Linked DNA regions of Mus musculus: region 2 is linked to region 1. Evidence: chromatin contacts called from public Hi-C data. All regions are on one chromosome and are shown on one strand. Each heading gives the region's core, a stretch centred on a gene start, on an enhancer-like site or on the middle of the called end of the contact. The rest is flanking DNA. Distances are from core to core; before and after follow the strand shown. Region 1 has its middle 69 kb from the start of Gm32624. Region 2 overlaps Gm38477 (a long non-coding RNA gene).

Region 1 (7,064 bases), core at 216-2,715:
CTCACTGCACTGTAATTGCTATTTAATGTAACTCCTTCCTTTTCAAAGGACTTTAACATTGAATACTTATTTTCTTTTTATCTGGCCAAGATTTCTTTCCATTACTCTTAGCTTTATTGTCTTTAGAAAATCCTTTAAACTCTCTGATGGAGCAGTAGGGGAAATGAGGCAAGGAGTTAAGAATATAGCACTAGAAATCAGGCCAAAGTTAATGCCTACACTATTTCTTCCGAGTGAATATCTGATTTTATAGCTTTAGTCAGAGTGTATGTCATACAGTTAGCTGTGATTGATTGGAAAGGAGTTGGAAAGCTTCATTTTTCTTTCAAAAAGGGGGGGGGGCACTTGGGAAGTGGCTCTCAGTGGCAACTGGAGTGTCACAGGGGTGAGAAGTGCCTTTCCTGGGCACTCATGGGCTCTTGAGTGCTTCTTTGGAACACCAGTCCCCCGAATCTGATGGTCATGCATGCTCACAGATGGTTCTGAATGTCGGAGAACAGTTGGAGGAGGAGGTGGACAGAGCAAGGTCAGGGACAAGTCTATGACTGAGAAGAATGTTGTGATGCCAGATAGTCTCAAAGGACACAAAGCACATGAGCTCTCACAGGCATGCTGAACTCTTGACCGATGCCATGACATGCATTTTACCATCAATCATGATGTACAATATATGCAACGTGTCAGATGTGTACTTGCTTGCTTCCTGGCATTGATATACATGTGGGGAATGCAGAGTTCTTTTGTCTGCACACAAGTGAAGGACAAACATATTCTTTCCACATAACAGAGATGAACTTTAGAATTTTTAACATAGGTCCTGTAAACCGAGCTGCCATCATAGAGGACCCAATTCGTCAAGAATACTTCAAAAAAAAAGTCTGATCACTCACCCTGGTGATTTCTTTCTCCTGCGAGGAGCCCTTGGCAATCTTTGTCTTAGCAACTGATTTTCTTTCGTAGTGACCACCTTGATTCAGAAATCCAGAATTTCTAAATGATATCTATCCCTGTGGTAGCACATAGCTTGTGCCTCTCTGTTCTCATTCTGTCTGCTTCCTACAGAAGACACCAGACAGCAAGACATCATTCTATAAAACAACTTTGCATAATTGTTGGAGGTTATTAAGTCATCCATCAGAGCGGGCTTATGTCCTCCTATGGAATAATCGTTTTCACACTCCTATGAAATCATAGCTCTGAACACCAGACAAGGGCGTTAATTTATTTCTTTGGATCCCCTACCCTAGCTGTCAGCATTTTCACGTTAAAGCGACAGTATCACCCTTAGGAGACCATGTCCTCCTAGAAAAGGCAGGGGCACTCTGACACTGCTCCACCACCCTACTCTCATAACCACTTTCCCAGAAAAGATGAAACATAAATCTGAAACCTATAAATGGGTTAAAAGGCCACCATCCCAGGACTGAAGTAACTTTAACCTAGGTCATGCTTGAGCAATTCAGCCACGAACAGTTGGCAGCAAGAATCTTTCCTGAGTTACTCCCTGGGTGGGAAAAATTCAAGTCAGTTCAGAGCAAGTTTGAAGAAAAGAAAAGAAAAAAAAATGGTTTTGTTTTTCTAACATTTTCAAAGAATTAAGTTGGCGAAAGGTGCTAGGTTTAAAGCTCTTAAAAATTATTTTCTCAAGAGCATATGTTTGGATTCAAGGATGGCAAAAGCGATGACCTCTTGCAGCCTTAAATTGCTAGCCATCAGAGAAGACTGGCGCTCAGGTTTCTGTTGAAACTACAGAGTGTAACCCAAGGCGGCTCTGCAGATGACTTACAAAATGGAAATGGAGCCAATAAGTGAAATTCTCACCGATGTTATCATAACCTCGTTGATTCTCCTTGTGTCTCCCTTCTTCCCTGTGTTATCCGCTGCTTCTGTTCCATCCCCATCCCATAGTATCAACTCCGACTTTCTCTTCTGGAAACATTGACCATAACTAGACATGACAATTATGGAGTTTATAGGTATTGCATTGTACCCTCCAATAGTTCCTGTGTACATAGGACCTCGTAAAGAGGGAACAGAAGCACTGTGTATGACATCATATATGACATCATTCCTAATTATTTGGATCTCAGATTGTTTCGATTTCTTTTCACTGATTCCTTACTTTAAGTCAGTTTACCATAATGTTTTCATATATTCCACGTAGATAGGAACTCAATCATTTAGTTCAATGGCATTAAATAGTACAGCTTATTTGAGACTGGCCAGTAACTGTGACGAAAATGCATGGTTGGTAGTAAAACCAGCCATCAGGATGTGGAGGACCACAGTGGAAGTGTCATTTCAATCCTCTTACTGGGATTATTCATAGGGATGGACCTTCCTCTAAATTTTAGAAAAAAATAGTAATTGTTATCATCAAGGTAATTCCTGAACAAAAACACCTTAGGTAAGACTCATTAATATTTCTCAGTTTTTCATTTTTAAAATAATTGCTGTTCATAGTTTAAAATAAGAGTCTTTGAATCTCAGTCAATTTTAATCAAATGGGTTTTGAACTTAAATTTTTATTATGTGCTTTTAAAATTTCAAGCTTGGAATGGAGTAAGTATTCACAGACATTTGCAGAGTACATAATTGAAAAAATTTAAAAAGGAAAAGCTGAAGAACAAACCCGCAAGCAATTATTGGCTAATTATGGTGGTAACTGGCCAGGGAGTGAATGCGCCTTAAAAACAGTTTGTCTCATTGTGTGGAATTAATTGTAAACAATTTCTAACCAAACACTGATGTTTGACTAAGGGTTAAAGGGCTAATCAGAACCAAAGTGAGGGCATGAGTAACATCCCATGCCCTCTGACTTATGGGGCTTTTTGTTGATGGGAAGAACTCTGGTTGCTTTATCCTGTGATAGACCTCTTTAAAAAGATGTTCGACACCTCAGGGCCCCATCTGAAAGTCTTTCAGGTCTTTCTCCCCCCCCCCCCCCATGTTGGCTTGTGTTTCATGTATTGTGTTCGACATGATTTCTGCTCTCTTCCTAGATGGATCTCTTATGATGTAGTAGATGGCTACGCTGTCTCAGATCTCTCTCACTGGGGCCATCAATTTGAAGCCATATGGCAGAGTCTGCTTTCTGTTAGACCTCTTCTTGGTCATTTTATATTCCAGCTTTTAATGAGCAAAATCCAAGATTCTGCTCAGCAGTGAACCTCACTACATTCCTGTGGATACAACCCAACAAAACCTTATTTATTGTTGTTGCTTTTTAAGCGATATTGCACGACTATGGCTCAATCTAGGTTCATAATCAAATAGGAATTGAAACCTCAGACCTCAAATAAAATAAAAAAAAAAATTATTTCCCAAGAAAGCTAGGTAAAGCTAGTGTCTTAGGCAATTCCAAGCTACTGTGATTGTTAACACTTCTTATTTACATGTAATGATAAGAATCTCTCTAAAATGAATTTTTTTAAACATGCGGTGTTAAGAATCTCACTAAAGGGAAAGAAATCTGGGACATTTTTTCCTGTATTTTAATCACTTTCTTAGACAGTTGAAATTTGTATAAAACATACTTTTCCTAGTTATTTACCATGAGACACAGGTGGTTGATAGTTGACAGTGGTCACTGTAAATTAAGTTCCTTTAAGTAAAGGAATAGTAAAAAAGTTAATAGAAAGGATCTCACTAAAATATTCTAAACATTAGAAGACTTTAGAGGAATAGGATATAAGAGACACTTGAATTTATTTTTTGTTATTTCTCTTATTATTTAAGATTACAATTATACCATTTGCCTATCCCTTTAATCTCTTTGAACCTTCTTATACCTTACTTGTTTTCAAATTTACAGCCTCTTTCTCATTAATTATACCCGTGAACAGCCTGTTCAATCTGTATAATGTTACTTGCATGTCCGTTTTCAGGGCTGACAACGTGGTACTGAATAACCAGTTGGTGTGCTCTTGCCTGGGGAAGAATGTTTCTTCCAATTCTTAGCATCTCTTAGCTTCCTATAGTTTTTGTGTAGGGTTGAGGCCTCCTGCCCAACCCTTTCTCTCCAATGCTGTGTATATTAGCATCTTTATTGTTGTTCTCACTGAAAACACACAAATAACATTTTGGTAAATTTGAAATAATACATCTGGGTACAGTTTAGAATAAATTTGTAATCTTTTTGAAAGTTTGATTTCTGATTTTAGATCATTTTTCCCCCTACATTCCAAATGTCTGTCTAGTAGGACGAACATCAACAATTCAAAGTATCCCTTCAAACTCCTCATTTTGAATACTGCAGGCAGGCTGACGTTACCAAGAAGAGACTTAACTCACAGTGCTCGACGTGCCAACACACACGTCTAATGTAAGCTGGGCATTGGTAGAGGAATTTATGGGTTTGCATCAGGAGTGTGCTCAACAGTAGAAGCCATATTTGAAACCAGGCAAAAGACTCAAGGGTCTAGTGAATGCATTCAAATCAACCCAATCTGCCAGGAGCCATCCTCATTTTTTGAGTGTGATGACCTTGGTGACCCTTGAGCCTCCCTCTTAATCTCATTGCGTGTTTCAGCAGTACACTGTGGTCTAACTTTCCACAAAACAGTCCTGTTAACAAATTCAATTTTATCCAAGGTTAACAACCATGGCAAGCCATGATAACATATAATATGCATAATGGATAGGAAAATACCCAGATGCTGCTGGTCATTTTCAGCAGTCAGAATTAGCCTCAGGAGTACTATTTTATAACCACTACAGTTTCCACTGGTATGGATTTCAAAATCGTTTTCTATTTTATATATTTACATTTTCATTACCATAATTCTATTATGGTATTTGTAGATAAGAAAGTATTTTTATATGAGAAATTTTGTGTTTAAAATTTCTAAAGGGATATCTAACATTTCTAAATTCTCTTCTCAAAGGTTATGAAGCAATGCAGTTAATTTCGCTGTCAATAATATAAAGCAAGACTGCGTTTATAAAGCTTTAAAAGTCATGGGATTCACTGTCATCTTCTGAGCACTGAGGGAAATTTACCGATTTCTCAGAGAAGGGTGGACTTGGCTGGGTAATGTGCTGGCAATGTCCACAAGAAAAACTCTGTATGCTTTAGTCTGTTATTGTGATTTCTAAGCAAATCTGGTGTTGCCGCTGGTGGTGCTTTGTTTTCATTGGTCAAGAACCATGAAGTGGAAGGAAGTATGGCTTTCCAAAGTTATATCAGTTCCTACAGCTCTTCCTCTCAGACGGGAATATCAGATGGGCAAGACTAGAACAATGCAGCCTAACGTCCATGCCAGCTCTGCCTGTTAGCCTCCTCTCTGGCAAGGACTTGCACAGGTACAGGGGTCCTGACGTCAGACATGTTTGCTAAGGGAAGGATCGATGGGTCACAGTCAGCCTGGAAACCCGTGCATGTTATTTTAGCTGAGGCTCCCATTAGCAGTTCATCTTTGTATAGATGTGCTGGCAAAGCCTGTCTTATAGGAGGCTGACTATAGGATCAAAGTCTAAAAACAAGAGTAGATTGATTTCAGATAAAAGAAATGATGATAACAGAGACCCAATTCTCCATCTGCAGATGATCAGCTTGCAGCCAGGCAGAAGCATCCATCAGTGGGCGGTGCCTGGCCTGAAAACCAGCCTATCACTGCCTATGATTTCAAATGCAAAGCCAAGACCAGTTCTCAGCCAAAAGATTACTTCAGATTCCTTCAGTCACAGAAGTTACGGGATGACTGGACATACTCCCATAATACCTGGTGTTGCTTCTATAGCTGAGATAATTTTGTAGATTCAGTTCTGGGTGATGAAGTAGTGTGATACTTGGTCTCTCCACTGAGATTCAGGACACATTTATTTCTCCAGAGTGAGGAATTCTCTTTGATGTACTTGGCGTTTTGAGGATGCTGAAAGTTCATGCTGGGTTGGCAGATTAGCACTGGGTCACTCCTGTGCTCTTTCTAATATTCATGATTGTTCTTACATTGCGTAGATTTTGAGAATAGCTAAGTACTAAGGTCATCTTTTGGATATTTATGTACAATAGTGAAATCCTCTCAGCAACTTGGCCTGATATTTAACAGTCATAATGCTGAGAATTCTTTTGATGTAATGTAATGAATTAAAGGATTTTGAAAGTGTTGATGGCTTTAAGATTTTTTTTCTAAATTCAAGCACCCCAAGTTTTGAAGCATTGACTGACTATATTGGATTAATACACTAAGACTTAGAGAAAAATGTTATGGCTCTAACATTTGAAAATTCCATGTAGTTTCTAGTGATAAAGTGTTATTCTCTTGCCTTCATCTGTTGCTTTCTCTGACTTCCAATTTTTGCTCGAAACTTTAAAAGTATCATCTCAGAGTAAAAGTCCGAGGGGAGCAGGTTAAGTCATGCACACCCTGGCAGCTTCAAGAATGTCATGCGTTCTGGGTTTAACAGCTGCTTCGTGAGACCCACAGCCTAAAGTTCTCCCTCCTACATTCTACTGCAAAAGCCTGAAGGCTAGTTTCAGAACATTTCTGAATTCCTCACTCCAACTAGCATGCTACAGAAACTGAGGGACTCTTTTCGGACACAAGATGGCAGTAGCACACCGTTCACATTGATCATTTCCTCAGAGGGATTGTAGTCACACAAATCAGTTATTTTGTGGTAAGTTAAAAGTCCCCCTGAAAGAGGAGGGAAAAGGCCCTTTAAGATTATGACTAGTACCGTAACCACCTTTTCCCTACAACCCCAACTGTCATATCTATACATTTCTGATGTAGTCCTTCAATGACTTTCAAGAACAGAATGAAATACAAAAAGTTCAGGAGTCTCCGTATCAAGGAAAGAAATGCCTAAGAAAGCAAGGTCAACCATTATGAAGATGCCCTGCATCAATAGCCTTGAGACTACATACTGTGTTCTCACAATAAAGTAGGTTTGAGAGGCTATTTATTGATGTTCAACTTGATTTACAACAATCCTTTGTTATCATTGGGTTTTTGTATTATTTTCTTTTCTTTTATGGAATTTTGGAGTTTTGCTTTTTCTAGTTTTCTGAGTTCAAAACACACCACACCACACACACACACACACACACACACACACAC
Region 2 (7,261 bases), core at 3,299-5,798, 140 kb before region 1:
ATAACAGGGAGATTCCTAGTCAGTTTGGATTTGTTTTCTTTGTGTCCTATAGCCAAAGTATGTGGTGTCTTCATCAATAGGGTCTTGCCATGCCATTATGTATTTTGTTTATACTAGATGTTTTTATTCTGATATATGTATTTTTAAATATGTAATGAATCTAACACACACACACACACACACACACACACACACACTAATCAAACTTATCTAGACAAAACTATCACAGACTTATTAACAGAGGACACAATCTTTATTTCCACAGAGCAAAATCTAGTGATTATTGTTTAGAAGAGGCTAGTGACCAAGCAAGATGTAAATAATGTAGAGAGAAAACTATAAAATTGATATTTTATCAGGTTATTCTAGCTAAATAAGTTTTTTTCCTCTTATTTTGCTTTATGAATCCCAAAATTCTAGTAAAACCAATTGATTTGGTTTGTCAATATATCCATTCCTTATTTAAGGAGGTAAGCATATGATTTTTCCTTAAGATAGTTTAAGTTGCCATGTGTGGAGCTGGTGAGGTATTCATTGTGTAAAGATGCTTGCCTTTGATCTTGATAGGAATCGATCCTTGGGACCAACAACACAGTAGAAGAAGATAATCCACTCACTTGCAATAGGTGTTAGATCTCCACACGTGTACTGCTGCATGCACAGGCACACACATTTACACAAAATGAAATGATGTAAGTGTGTGTGTGTGTGTGTGTGTGTGTGCATGAGTGACATGCATGTACATTTAGAAAATCACAGAGTGGAATATCACTGGGATTCATTTGCTATTAGGTCCATATAGGGTACACGGTCTAAATTTTTAATACTGTATAAAATTTTCAGACATATTTCAAATAAAGCTGGAATTCTGCATTACTTGAAAAAAGAGACTCTATTAACATATTTAATACTTTAGCCTATTTTGCAAACTGTCCTCTGGTATTTCTAATGAGAGATAGGTCTGTACTAGCCTAGAGTAGGGACTTGAGAAGCAGAAAGTTTGGAAATGACCTGGCATAGTGATTATAAAGTTTCTTAGGAGAGAGAAGGGCTGGTGTCCAGAAATCAGTAGCATGTTGCTGAGTTCCTGAACAGGGTATTTCACCCCTGCACAAAGACTGTGGTCTAATTCATCTCAGTGTACCGTGTTTGTCAGCCCTTGTGTTGAGAGTACAGTGACAGCTTGTGTATGTGCATCTGTGACAAGGATAGAGGTTATCCCTGAGGCTGTCTTCAGAGAGTCCAGTGGTGCTAGGGTTGTAGCAATGCAAAGCCAAGCTGGCTGCCTGCCCCTGAGACTATGAAGCGTAACTTTAGCTTGGATAAATTTCTGGTTGGAGAACATGGCATAAGAAAAAGGGTTATGGTTGTATAACAATGATTATCTTTGGTTTCAAAACGTTTACTTACAAAACGATCTTCAGGGCCATGTAATCACTGTGAAATTATAGAGTGTAACTTTCCAATCAAGCTGTATATGATCTTCAAAGCAAAGAAAGGAGTGAAAGCAGTTGACTCAGAGAGCCATGCTTATAGGAAAGAGTGGATTCTAGCAATAGCTTATCTTACTGACTCCAAGTTGACAGTGAAATCACAAAATTTCCATGTGTCCCAGTTTTTCATCTATGCAGTCAGCATAGCAATATGCGTTTGTGGCCCAGAAGGTCCTTTCAATGGAAGACTAAGAAAGTCTTTCTTTAGGCTTTTTATTCTTAAAGAAGAAATAGTTCTAAATGACATAATGGCATCATGGCCTGCAGACTATTTTCTGTTGTTTTCTCTCCCACTTCTATGTGAATTTTGCATCACCTTGCTTTATAACTGGCACTGTGTGTTGTCTCTGGTGCTTAGTACAGAATGTGCCTTGTTAAAATGTTGAATAGTCAAATAACAGTGGCAATAATTATCTGTGGTTGTTCTGCATCAGTGTGTTAGGCAATACGTTTTTAAATGTGTGTTATTTTGTTTATTCCTGAAAGCCATTGCAAAATGTCCTGCAAAGCTAATATTACAGTCTCCAGCTTTGTATATACAATTTTGGTTTTGAGAACCTGGAAAAGCTACTCCTGTGCTATGTAAGCTTTGGATGTAAGACTGAAGCCTACTTCTCTTTGATTCCAAGACCCATGTTTTTGTCTCTCTGGTGTCAATGAATTATATGTAGAAATCTGAATTGCCAGTTGGTAGAATGTAGACTTCAGAGTGGGTCCTAACGCAGTGTGACTGGAATTTTTATAAGAAGGATCATGCCAGAGCATGGCTAGAGAGATGGTGATTTGTTGACCTTGCCCTACATCAGAGCAAACCTACTCTCTGGATACCTTGAGTTGACCACTTGATATCAAATCTCCAGCCTCCACACTTGTGAATAAACTAGTTTCTGTTGTTGTTATCAACCAGTCTGTCATATCATTTTTAAATTATAACTATAGCAAACAAGAAACAACTACCATTATCCTTTCGTTCTCATCAATAGCAAACTCTGGAAACTCTTAATGGATCTGAGGAAAGCTTCAGACTAAAACCAATGCAGTGATTTTGTGTTTCCTCGATGTGACTATCTCTATGACCTTCTTTTCGTCCTTCCTGTCACAGACTATTTCATGGTTAGCAAATACTCACAGTCTTCATCTCCATGGAGCTCGTGGGTCTCTGTCACAATTTTTACTTGATCATGCAATCTAGTTTAGCCAATGAGATGTTAGGAGATAGAAAAGAAGTAGAAATGTGTTTGTGTACTGACTTTATTTCCCTTGACCCTGAACTTCCATCTTAGAAGCAACTCATGGTGAGCTAAACTGAATGCACCCTGTTGTTCCAAGCGGGAGTTTTTCTTGCCTCAGCCAACTGACAGCAGACTCTCAGACCTGATAGGTAACATTTTGTTTCTCTATATTACTGATTTTGAGATGTATATTGTCTTTTTTGTATATTAGCAACATTGTTATTTCAATAGATGATGGAGGCGCTAGCATTTTATTGTCACATCAATTTGCATGTAAATCTGGGTCAGATTGTACAACTATCATTTCCTTCGGTATATTTTGTTTGATTTGGGAAGAATTTCCATGTTGAGTCTCCTCAATATAATGTTTTCCATATCTTGGAGTTTAATTTGAAGATTCATTAAAAAATTTAATGGTTAGAAGACCATTCTAGAGTCACTTTTTAAAGAGAAGCTTGGGCAAAAGAGTAGCTTCCAAAAACCAAGTTAATGGATGTTATATTGTTGTGAGTTGCTAAGCCATTTCAACCATCTAGAATTCAAAGGAGGGATGAAGATAGGAGTTGGAGAGTCTGGAAGGAAGATGAGCCACACCATAGGCAGGCTTCATGCTCTTTGCCCCTTTGGGGGATACCCAAGCATTCGGCATAAGCAGCATAAGTTTATATGCTATGATAATCAGTATCTAACTATTCTAATGTATTCTGACATTCATCATGACTTTTATCATGCCCCCCACCCCCAAATCTATACATTGAAGTTCTAACTGGCAGAACTTTAGAGGGGAAGTTCACATGGATATGCCTAGTGCAGTTAAGGAGAAACTACAATGAGATGGTGGGTCCCATGACCAATATCTTCATAAAAAGGACACTGTGATAAAAAGGGACACATACTTCACGTGAGCATGAATACAGAAGATGGGAAGATCAAAGACAAGATCAATATAACCAATCACCAGAGGCCAGAAGGGAGGCACAGCCTTAGAGAGAAAACAAGCACACACACCTCTGTCTCAGATTACTAGCCCATAGAACGGCATGAAAGTGAATATGAGTTGTTGAGGCTGCATAGTTAGTGGTAATTTAAAACTCGTATGACCATGAAATCCACTGACTTCTGTAACATAGACGCCCCCCCCCCAACCCCCACTTCACAGACACCTCAGACAGATTTTATCGTTGGAAATTCATGTAAAAAAAGTCATTGTATGTAAATTTCATACAGATAGAAAATTAATTTTGTTCCCTACATGAGGAAAAAAACAGGTAATTTTATTATTTTTTTAGGAAAATTAGAAACTCCGAATAAACAGAGAACATTCTCACCTTCAGCTGTGTGCAGCAGTTACAAGAAGCATGGCAACTGTAAACTCTTTTTAAGCCTTGTTGCTATAATTTGTGCAATTCCTCACATGCATGCTGTGCATTCATACTAATGTTTGGTATTAAAATATTGATTGGGAGAAGCAGTGAAGAAGAGATTTAAGTTAAGGGACTCAGTGAAAACAGCTTATGGTGTCAATGATTTCCTGAGAAGAGGCATAGGACCTCATTTTGCTACAGAGTAACACAGGGCTTAGGCGCAAGGAAGGGTACTTCTTGCTTGTCTGGCAAACATTAGATAGGAAGGCTTGTGGCAATGCATCCATCTTGATTTCATTAGAGTTTTCTTCTTTATCTCGAGTAAAAACCGAGTCTACTATTTCAAAAATATTGTTCTTGGCAAACTTCTTTGCATTTTTTAAAATTGATTTAAAACGCTCTCCATGTTTCTGGTAAAGCCAGGGAGCCCTTGTGTCTATATGACACAACTCCAGTTGCCATGGGCAACTGAGTGTTTACTAGAGAAAATATTACCAGTTAATAATAGCCTGGGTGGAAATAATAGTCACTGCTAGGATTTCAGATTTACACACCATCAATTTCCAATTTGCTGAAAAAGGTGCAATTTGCTTTCTAAGCTTGCATGCATGACTTTTTCCAGGCTTCTATGGTCCCTTCCTCAGTACTGCGCACCACAGACCCACACCCACAGGCCCATATGCTTCTAAAGAATGTTCTTCTTGTCTCCAACAATGATTGTGGCAAACTGTTATGTTGGAGATTTGTCATAACTTCAATGATTGGGATAATAAACACATTACATGGTTGCTACTTATTTGCTTTGGTTAATAGCAAAATCACAAAGGCATAGTCCCAAAAAAGTATAATTCGTGCTGCTTCTTAGACTCAGCACTTTGCCAGAATCTTGTTCGCCAAGAGCATACCAATAAGCAGTTTGAGTTATTTTGTGAAAAAGCATGCTTATGCGTAACTAAAATGCCTTTCAAACAGTGCAGCTCTCTCTTCCTGAGTCTTGACTGTTTGTAGACTTATTTATTCACTGTTTTCTAAAATCCATCCATCCATCCATCCATCCATCCATCCATCCATCCATCCATCCATCCATCCATTTGTAGACTTATTTATTCACTGTTTTCTAAAATCCATCCATCCATCCATGCATCCATCCATCCATCCATCCATCCATCTCATCCATCTATCCATTCAACAGATATTTCTCTAGAGAATTACCAACCCAATTCCCAGGAATGCAGACCCTGACACCATGCCTTCTTTTCCTATGCCCAACCTAGCATCAGACTTCTCAGTGATTGCCACAGAGAGCAGTTCACTAGGACAGAGTTCATGACTTGGTATCTGTACCCCGACTCCCTTTGCTTCCTCCCAACCATGCATAGGAGGTTGTGTACAGGCATGGGGAGGGGGTTCCTAGTGCCTAGGCATGTGAGAATATATACCCTGTAACATCATGGAAACAAATAGCACCCTTGAGAGCTTTGGTTCACGCTTCCACCAGAAGATCTGGAGAAACATTCAGCTACCATGGCAACCCATTCAACCACATGTTCCCCAGATTTACAAGGGCAGAAAATTCACTGACTCTATATAGACATGGAATGGTAGAGGCCAGCTGTGGGGAGTGGATCTTTGTTTTTAATCCAGTGCTTAAAAACAGTGTACATGGAAATGTGTGGGTGGGAGAGAAAGGTTAACAGATGAAAAGCAAATTTTTCAGTCTCACACCCAGAGACTTTAATCCAATATTTCCCAAAGCAGAGCTCAGACACCAGAATTTTAATAGACCTTTCAGTCCATCTGAATGATGATCCACCCTAGGCCACATGCAGACCAAGAAAATGAGAGGCCAACATCTCATATTAAATTTGAATGGGCAGCAAAGCCCAGGAAACAAAGAAGCGAGAGACATCAGTTCAAATGATGTTTCTTTTGATTGATGATATGCCTGGTGTAGCAGAAGTGGGCATAGAGTTGTCTCAGGAGAGGTGTTGGATTTACCGAGCCAAAGAAGCCAAAGAAGAAAGTTCAGGAGTCAGAAGTCAAAGAGTTAGAAGCATGGCTCTCTACCTTACTGGTAGAGAGATACCTTAATGAAGGACTTGGCCAGTGTGAAATGTCTTTCACCTCAGCACCTTATCCATGTCTTCAAGAGTCTTCAATAGGAGAGAGAGGACAGTGAATGAAAGGAATATCATTTGGGTTTGTGAAATGATATGCTGAGACCAGGGTGTTTTAAGATTTAATTATTAAAAATATTTTTTAAGACCTATAAGCATTACACCACATTATTTCAGGAATAAGTGCTTGGATGAAGAGGAAAGGAGATAGTCAAAGCTAAGGGTGGTTGATATGGCAGATATTAATTGTGCTCACTGTGGTGGTCATAGAGCCAGGCAGAACATGCAGTAGCCAAATAGGCACTGAATATATTATCCAATGAGAAACTCAGATGCAATAGTAGGGGCTAGAGAACTCGATATAGGAAAGCCGTAGTCTAGATGGGTTTTTGTACAAGAAATAATGGATAGTTGGGTCCTTCTTCTACTAGAGACTTACTTAGCCCTTATCATGTATTTGGGGATAATACTCAGAGGAAATGTTGAATAGGTTGTCTCTTCCCCAGGACCATCAATGGAGTCTTGATATCACCTGGGTCACTCAACAAATCTCTGGGACCAGGTTGTGAAAAATATGTCACTGCTTTCAAAAGTTATGGCATCTTCCTAATCCTCGAAAGACTTGATGCCCCAGGGAAGAGGGATGTCTGGTGGGAGGGTGGAGAGGGGGAGTACCCTCTCTCTGAGGCAAGAGGGAGAGATAATGGGATGAGGGACTGTGGGAGGGGTGACCAGGAGGGGGGACGACAGTTGGAATATAAATAAATAAAATAATAATAAAAAATTATCACATTTTGAAGCTTTTTTGTTGCTGTAAAGATGTAATCTCAATTGGGTGTTTTTATCCTGCCTTTGACCATTCAGTTCCCAGATAAAAGACATAAAACCTTTATATTCATAATAAGCCTTTATCAAAACTAGAGCTGGACAGAAATCTACCCTTTAACTATTAAATTCTACTTCCCTATGGTCCTCCTCAGACCCCAACTCTGGGAACTGAAACTCCACCTATCTCTCTTCTATCTAGCTATAGGTTGTAGACATCTTTATTGATC

What was found. A called contact is a pair of places that touch in the nucleus more often than the background predicts.
Region 2: a Hi-C map of the 3T3-L1 cell line shows a contact between it and region 1, with 13 times the contacts expected there. The contact joins two enhancer-like sites. A contact is called at or near these places in 1 of 39 promoter capture datasets (the 3T3-L1 cell line) and 7 of 484 Hi-C or Micro-C datasets (the 3T3-L1 cell line, 3T3-L1-derived adipocytes, the HPC-7 cell line and 3 more).

What each region holds. Positions count from the first base shown.
Region 1 is chr16:86,882,197-86,889,260 of GRCm38.p6, reverse strand. No RefSeq gene overlaps it. Among named protein-coding and RNA genes, the nearest start is that of Gm32624, 69 kb to the right of the region's middle. Within about 2 kb of position 1,465, at least 5 of the 459 cell types and tissues checked have an H3K27ac peak or open chromatin away from gene starts, as enhancers often do.
Region 2 is chr16:87,026,203-87,033,463 of GRCm38.p6, reverse strand. The region is part of intron 2 of Gm38477 (a long non-coding RNA gene); the gene reads left to right. Among named protein-coding and RNA genes, the nearest start is that of Gm38477, 19 kb to the left of the region's middle. Within about 2 kb of position 4,548, at least 15 of the 459 cell types and tissues checked have an H3K27ac peak or open chromatin away from gene starts, as enhancers often do.